Regions from separate parts of the Mus musculus genome. Here region 1 is linked to region 2. Evidence: chromatin contacts called from public ChIA-PET data. All regions are on one chromosome and are shown on one strand. Each heading gives the region's core, a stretch centred on a gene start, on an enhancer-like site or on the middle of the called end of the contact. The rest is flanking DNA. Distances are from core to core; before and after follow the strand shown. Region 1 holds the start of Sik2 (salt inducible kinase 2). Region 2 overlaps Sik2 (salt inducible kinase 2).

The links. ChIA-PET counts read pairs in DNA pulled down with a chosen protein or histone mark.
Region 1: a contact with region 2 is called in an RNA polymerase II ChIA-PET map of memory CD8 T cells, with 66 read pairs. The contact joins the promoter of Sik2 here to the enhancer-like site in region 2. A contact is called at or near these places in 1 of 39 promoter capture datasets (the HPC-7 cell line), 4 of 484 Hi-C or Micro-C datasets (cerebral cortex, forebrain, group 2 innate lymphoid cells and 1 more), 9 of 115 datasets of contacts at active chromatin or transcription factors (CD8 T cells, the HPC-7 cell line, the SCID.adh cell line and 4 more) and 1 of 9 other capture datasets (adipose tissue).

What each region holds. Positions count from the first base shown.
Region 1 is chr9:51,007,520-51,010,873 of GRCm38.p6, forward strand. Sik2 (salt inducible kinase 2) reads right to left here and starts at 1,554. Exons shown (of 16, transcript NM_178710.3): 1 at 1,222-1,554. The coding sequence starts at 1,356.
Region 2 is chr9:50,964,692-50,968,204 of GRCm38.p6, forward strand. The region is part of intron 3 of Sik2 (salt inducible kinase 2); the gene reads right to left. Among named protein-coding and RNA genes, the nearest start is that of Sik2, 43 kb to the right of the region's middle. Within about 2 kb of position 1,755, at least 34 of the 459 cell types and tissues checked have an H3K27ac peak or open chromatin away from gene starts, as enhancers often do. A contact at or near this core is called in the HPC-7 cell line, the SCID.adh cell line, bone marrow-derived macrophages and 1 more, where this site is marked.

The sequences.
Region 1 (3,354 bases), core at 304-2,803, 43 kb after region 2:
GATTCATAACACTGGTAAATTTGTGAAAGGAAAAATTTTGACCTTGGTACTGATGCCCTAAAGAAGAAAGATTTAAGTGGTGTGTCAGGGATTTGTGAGGCAAAACAAAAAGTGAAGACATGTTAGACATGTCCTCCTTCTTTATGGAAATGGACATGAAGCAAAACTTTTAAGTACAACTGCTAAGAAAACAGTAAGGCTTTTAAATGCCCTTTACCTTACATAAGCGTAAGTCATCCTGGGCAGGGGGTGGGGGTGGAGGTCCTATAGTCAAAGATTAGAACGTTCTTAAGAACATAGTAGGAAAAAAACCCGAAAAGGATGAAAACTGGGGAGAGAAACTGAAAATCGGTGAAACTCAAGTGGCAATCACAAGGCAGAATAGAGTACGTCAAAACCACTAGGTTGTAGACTAAGAAATGGTTTTGTTTCGATCGTTTTTTTTCCAAGGTATTTAATTTGCACGTCTTAAAATAGAGACCCCGAGGAGAGCAGCTTGAGGCAATGGAAGGAAGAGGGTGGGCTAGGTAAGAACGCAGACTTGGGGAGAAAATATGTACAGTGCACGGAGGGAGGATGCTGGAGAGTCAATGTCAGGACGCTGTCGAGAGCTGAGTACAGTCCATCTGATGTGGCTTAAGGAATGCGTGCTCGCAGCCAGCATGCACACCTGGTAAAGGGACAACCCCAGAGAACGGTGCAGAGCTGAGATGACCATTTTTAACCAGCTCTATTGTCTGGTGTATTTGCTATACCTCCTGCAAGTGATCAAGCCAGCCAAAGAACCGTTTCAGAGACCCTGCGGGCCCAGAGAAGATGGACAGCGGCCCGTCCGCACCAGTCCGGTCCGCGTCACCCCCTCCTCGCCGGGCAGAAGAGGAGGGCTTGGTCCGGGCCGCGCTCCGCGTCCGCCGAGCCTGGGAGCTGCTGGTCCCCTTTCTCCGGCCGGCGACGTTGGTCCCCGCGCGGCCCCGGAGCACAGAGACTTCCCCTCCCACCCCACCCCCAGCCGAAAGCCGGGAAGACGCGGAACTTGTGCTCAGGAGCCGAGGCCACAGACCAGGTTCCCGGGTGGGAGAGTCGGGACGGAAGCCTGTGTGGCTTCCCGGGGACACCCCACACACACTCGACCTGCACCCCGCGGTCCCCGCAGTGCCAGGCCCGCCGTCCCCCGCCCGGGGCGCAACCGCGCCACGCTCCCGCCGAACCCCGGGGCCGCACCTCCGTCTTGGTGATCCGGTGCCGCCCCAGCTTCACCACGGCAAAGTTGCCCTTGCCCAGCGTGCCCTCGATGTCGTAGAACCCCACCCGGACTGGCCCGCGCTGCAAGTGCCTCGGGCCATCCGCCATGACCATGCTTGGCCCCCGCTGCAGGACACGGCGACGGGAACGCGAACGAACTGGCCGGCAAGAAGCGGCACGGAGCGGGCAGGAGGGCGTCGGGCGGCGCGCCTGGGCTCTGGGCGACGGCCGCGGCTCTCGCTCCGGCGCTGCTTCCCTCCCGCCCCACAGGGCCCAGCCAGGCGCGCGCCGGCGCTGACGTGAGCCGACGTCAGGGGGCCGGGGCAGGGGGCGGGGGCGGGCCTCCACCGGTCACCATGGCTACCGCAGCCGCGCCGACGTCGGGGGCGGGAGGGAGGGGCGGTGCGCGGGTCGGGCGGGCACGAGGCTTCCGGCCGCGGCGAGGCCTGAGAAGGCTGAGGAGGGCGTCGCGGCCGGGGGCGGGGTCGCCGTCCGCCCCGCCCCGCTCCTCCTGCCTTCCAGCAGAAGCGCAAGAGCGAGCCCTGGTGGGCCGTGCGGAGGATGCACTGGGCCAGTCTCCTGGAGGGTCGCCTGGCGGGCGCTCTCCGCCGGGGCAGCCCTTCCCGCCAAAACCTCTTCTTCAGCGGACTGCAGCGCTAAATTTGGAGCCCGAGGAGCACCGTGGCTGAGCAATGCATTGCTCACAGCCTCTTTTCTTTGTGTTCATTTTAGCTCCCTTGTCAGTACTAAATAAGTCTCTCCACTTTTTGACGTCTAAATTCCTACTCACAGCAGTCGGTCACTTGCAGAAAAAAAAAAAAAATGTCAGCGCTAAAGAGACCCCAGAGATGATTAAGCCCGGAATTTGGAATTGCTAATGGGCTTCGGAGTCTGGAACCTCTGAAATGTAGGTTGAGCATGTTAGTTGAGCATGTCTCTGTGGAGAGGTGACCCGGTATTATCCTAAAACGCTTTGGGAACTTGTAAACGGTTAAAAAGTATCTAATCCGATTTGTTTCCAGATGACGCAGCAGGCTGCCAGAATGAAGGGAGTTGCCAACGTCACACAGGTAATGCTAGAGTTCTAATTATAACCCATCACACCAGTCTTCCATATGGTGACCTAAGTAAACACAACATTTTAATATCTTGAAATATATTATGTGTGTCCAGACCTTGGTTCCTGGGTACCCATTGTCCATTAAAAGAAACGCAACTCGTTTGGGAGTAATGACAGCGGGGGCAAGTATAAGATGCTCTTGAAAGATCTAATATGAGTAAACCAGGGGATTCCTTGTATACAACAGGAAGAATATGTCAGAAGCCAGCTTGAAGGGGCCCACCAGTGCCAAATCTGAGCCAATCTAAGTATCAAAAACCAACAATTTTGGAAATACACTATAACACACATTACTTTTTATTTTGTGTAAGAAGTCAGAGGACAGGATGTGGGAGTTGGTTCTCACCTTCCACTCTGTGAGTCCTAGGGGTGGTTGCTGTAGGTAACTTTAGCCAATGAGCCATCTCTTAGGCCCTAGTGTTTTATTGTTTTGGGACTGTTGTTTTTTTTTTTGTTTTTGAAACATCATCTCACTATGTAGCCCTAGATAGCCTGTAACTTGCCATGTAGACTAGGCAGTCTCTTGAGTGCTGAGATTAAAGGCAGGTGTCACCATTCCCAGCCTACATTAAAATCTTAGAAGGAGCTCATACTTCATTTTGTCACTTTACTTTTTTTTTTAGACAGGTTCTCAGAAATATTGTATATGTGATAAGCCCCCTTAAATGTCTATGCCCTCCCCATCTCATTCAGGAAACTCAAACTCAGAACGGTACCCATGCTAGGCAAGTATTGTATCACTGAGCTATGTTCCCAGTCAGGATAAATGAGAAGAGGATGCATGTAAAAATTATGAAATCACCATTTTGTGGCTGTTATAGTAATAACTGGCTCAGACAAGAATTAACAATAGTTGTTAAAGTCATTGGGTAAAGTTTGGTTGGGGAATAGGGTATTTAAACAGTCTCAAAATATCTTTGGAATAAAAAAATCATTGGGAAGGATTAACAAAAGATAACAAATTATAGTGAAGAAATCTGACAGTCAATTTC
Region 2 (3,513 bases), core at 505-3,004:
TAGTTCCCCTCTCTCTCCAGGTTAGCCTTAGTTTACCCACTTACATCAGAGGAGAACGACTGACTCAGAGATGAGCCCCATCAGTTTCAGAGGCATGCTGTTTTCTTTGCCAGTGCTAGGCTCAGAGATGGTGCATTTGGCGTACTGACTATGTCCTATCAGACCATGAACACAGACATATCTCTAATATAAACCCAGCCAACAAAACCTGACACTTTAGAAACATCTTACTTCTTAGAGAAAGCCAAAGGAAACAGTGGTTGCTTCCTGCTGTAGCAGGGATATTCTACCAAAAGCTCAGGTGACACAGGATGGCAAAGTGAGGGATGTAGAACGTGGGGTTCTTGAAAACATGGCTGAGTGTAGTTTTATTAACTAACTCTAAAGGCTGCCCTTCTCTGGCCTTCCTACTGTGGAAGATAAGACATTTCCTTACACCTCAGCCAGTTTTTACTACTTGAAAGGAGAAGCTGCTTGATTAGAAGAAACACTGCCAGTCAGGTTGAAAGGGAGTTACACCAGGTGGTGGTGGTGGTGCCTTTAATCCCAGATATCCTAAGCAGGCAAATCGTAATGAGTTCAAGGCCAGCCTGGTCTACAGAATGAGTTCCAGGACAGCCAGGGCTACAGAGAAACCCTGTCTCAAACAAACCAAAAAAACAAAAAAAGAAGAAGAAGGAGGAGGAGGAGGAGGAAGAGGAAGAGGAGGAGGTGGAGCAGCAGCAGCCAACTAACCAAAAATAAAACAAAACAACAAACAAACAAACAAATGGAAAAGGAAAAGGGAGTTAGTTGCATCACATTTTATTTTCTGTCTTGGGAAAATGAGAGACAAAGAGGAAGCTGTCAGTTGTAGAGAAATGAACTGAGACAGTATATATAAACAGGGAACTTGTGAGAGCAGACAGGAAGAAAACTGGGAACCAGAGAGAAACAGCCAACTATAGCATCAAGAAAGAAAAAGGCTGTTATAAAGAGCAGAGCCATTCCTTTAGATGTCACTTGGCTTGCTAATTCCCAGGATGGCTCAGCTAGGCTGCCTTGCTTGACTGAATTCTCAGGAGACATTCTGATACCCTGTACTGTGCATCCCACAAAAAGAGTTGGGCTGAGAGTGTTCCAACATTTACTTACTCTATACAGGGTACAAAGAAAGAAAAAGAAAAACCTAATTAGGGTAAAATTTCAAATGAAGATTAAAGCTGAGAGAGGTGAGGGATTTTAACGGCTTCAATGGCAGTACACTGTAACAAGGAAGACTATACAGACATTAAAAAAGGAATGGTTGCATAATTAGTGCAATACAAACTGGCCTTAAAAGAGAGTAAAGTACCCAAGTGTCAGAGATGGTCCACAGACAGTAAAGGTTCTTATCAGCATGTATGTCTCAAATCTCCAGACCACACTTTCCCCTTTCTTTCATTTCACTCTTATGCTTTTGAAGTTAGCCCCAGCCTGACATCTCTCTCAGTAGCTGCCTCTCACCCTGTCTTTTTTCTTCACTTCCTCCTCTCCAGGTAAGCTGTCAATACTATCTCACATTAGTCCCGATTAAATTCACTCAGGCTCCTGACAGGGTATCACTATGGTTTTACATCTTCCAATTCTAATACAAATGAATCTTTCTGAAGAACTCTGAACAAGTCATTTCTTTATTTAGAAACTGAATAGCTCTTCCCTACCTAGGAGATGAGATCAGCACAGGTTATCCTTCCTGTGGTTGGCACAGAGAGCCTGCAGCACACAGCCTCCCTCACTCTTGCATACCCTTCTTGCTCTCTTTCCTACTGCCATCTCCCCCCACTTCCCACTTTTCCGCCCCCATCTGCTCTCATCAAGCTCAGCTGCTTCATTCTGCAGGCAAACCTCATAATTTCCAGTTTCTGCAGTTTGCTCACTTTTACCTTCACTGAAACCACATCCCACTGCACATGATCTAAACTGTCTTCGTAGGAGTTACAGATTTCTGAAGCAGCTGTATATTCTATTCTGATTAATAAGATCAATGTATGAACAGATCAAAAGTAGAAATATGAAAAATCCCTAAAAGGTTTCAAACTCTACAATACTTTACCAAAACAGGAAGAACATGCCACCTAAAAGAAAATTTACCAAAAAAGGCAGCAGCAGCCCAAGTACTATCCAGGGACATCTCACACATTAGGCAGAACACATGCTTTCAACAGCCTTTCATGTTTCAAATCAAACACCATCTCATGCATAAAATTCTTGCTTGCTCTTTAAGTTTGCTTACAGAGACAAGAGTAGGTCTTAGATATTCTAAGATATTTGAAAGCCAATACACAGAACAAAAACTCAAAAAAAAAAAAAAAACCCTATCTTATTTTAAACTCCACTTCACAACATGATAATGGCTAATTTGCCCCTGAATTCCCAAGAGACATCTTGATAACCCTATTCTGTGCATCCTATAAGAAGGGTTGGGCTCAAAGGTGTCCCATCTTTTACCTATGCTACAAGGGGGAACACTATTCTCTTTAAAATAGATTTTCCCAAGAGAGAAAAATCTGACTTACAATGAGGCAGAGGAGGCACAGGGGAGGGAGGGAACAGAGAGGGAATGAGAGACTAGAGGAGAGAGTGGAAAACAGACAAGATACACCATTGCTATTCCCTTCTTCTACTTATGACTAGCAAATCATAAATGCTCAAAAACATTCACAAATTTATTATGAGGCTACTGAAAAACAAAAGGACACCGAAGTTTCATTTTCTATCTTCAGATTAAACCAAGAAGGTCCTTTTCAAGGAGTTTACTCTATAGAGGGTAATGTAGCATGTGCTATGGTCTGTAATTCAAGTGTTGCAATTGACTGTAAGTATGTTGATGTTGAGAAATGGGACTTTAATGAGGTGAATAGATCAAGGTCTCTTTTGAACCAGAAAGAAGGCCCCAAGAAAAGAAGCCTCTGGCCTATGACCTTTTCTACCTTTTATTTGAAAATGTAGACTACTTCCCACTAGGGTATAAAAGGCTCTCTTGAGTAAGCTCAGAACTTAAGACTTCCCAGCCTCCAGGCATGTGAGAAATAAATTTCTATTCTTCATAAGTTCCCCACTCAGATGTTATAACAGCACAAAACAGACTAAGACAGACTAGGAGAACACAAATAATGTGTTATTATGTTAATAAAATATAAGTTTCTAAGTTAAATTATTAAATTGAATGGAATTAGTCAATGCATACCATGATTCATTTTATTTGGAATGTCAAAATAATTGATAGTAAATATCATATATGTAAATAAAAACACAAAACAAAAATGTGGAGGAAATTCAGCATAATTAGCAAAAATATTTCAGAAACAAACTGAATGGGTCATTAGCATGCTGAATTGCTGTTCTTGTTTCTTTTCACTAACCTCAATAAGGTTCTCTAAAAGGAATTTATACCATTATTCTTAGAGCACTAACAGAGGAACTGGCGAGTTGTACATATGTATGGGTAATGGATAACAGAGCCTGAAGTGACATAAGAACTAGGCCATTAGT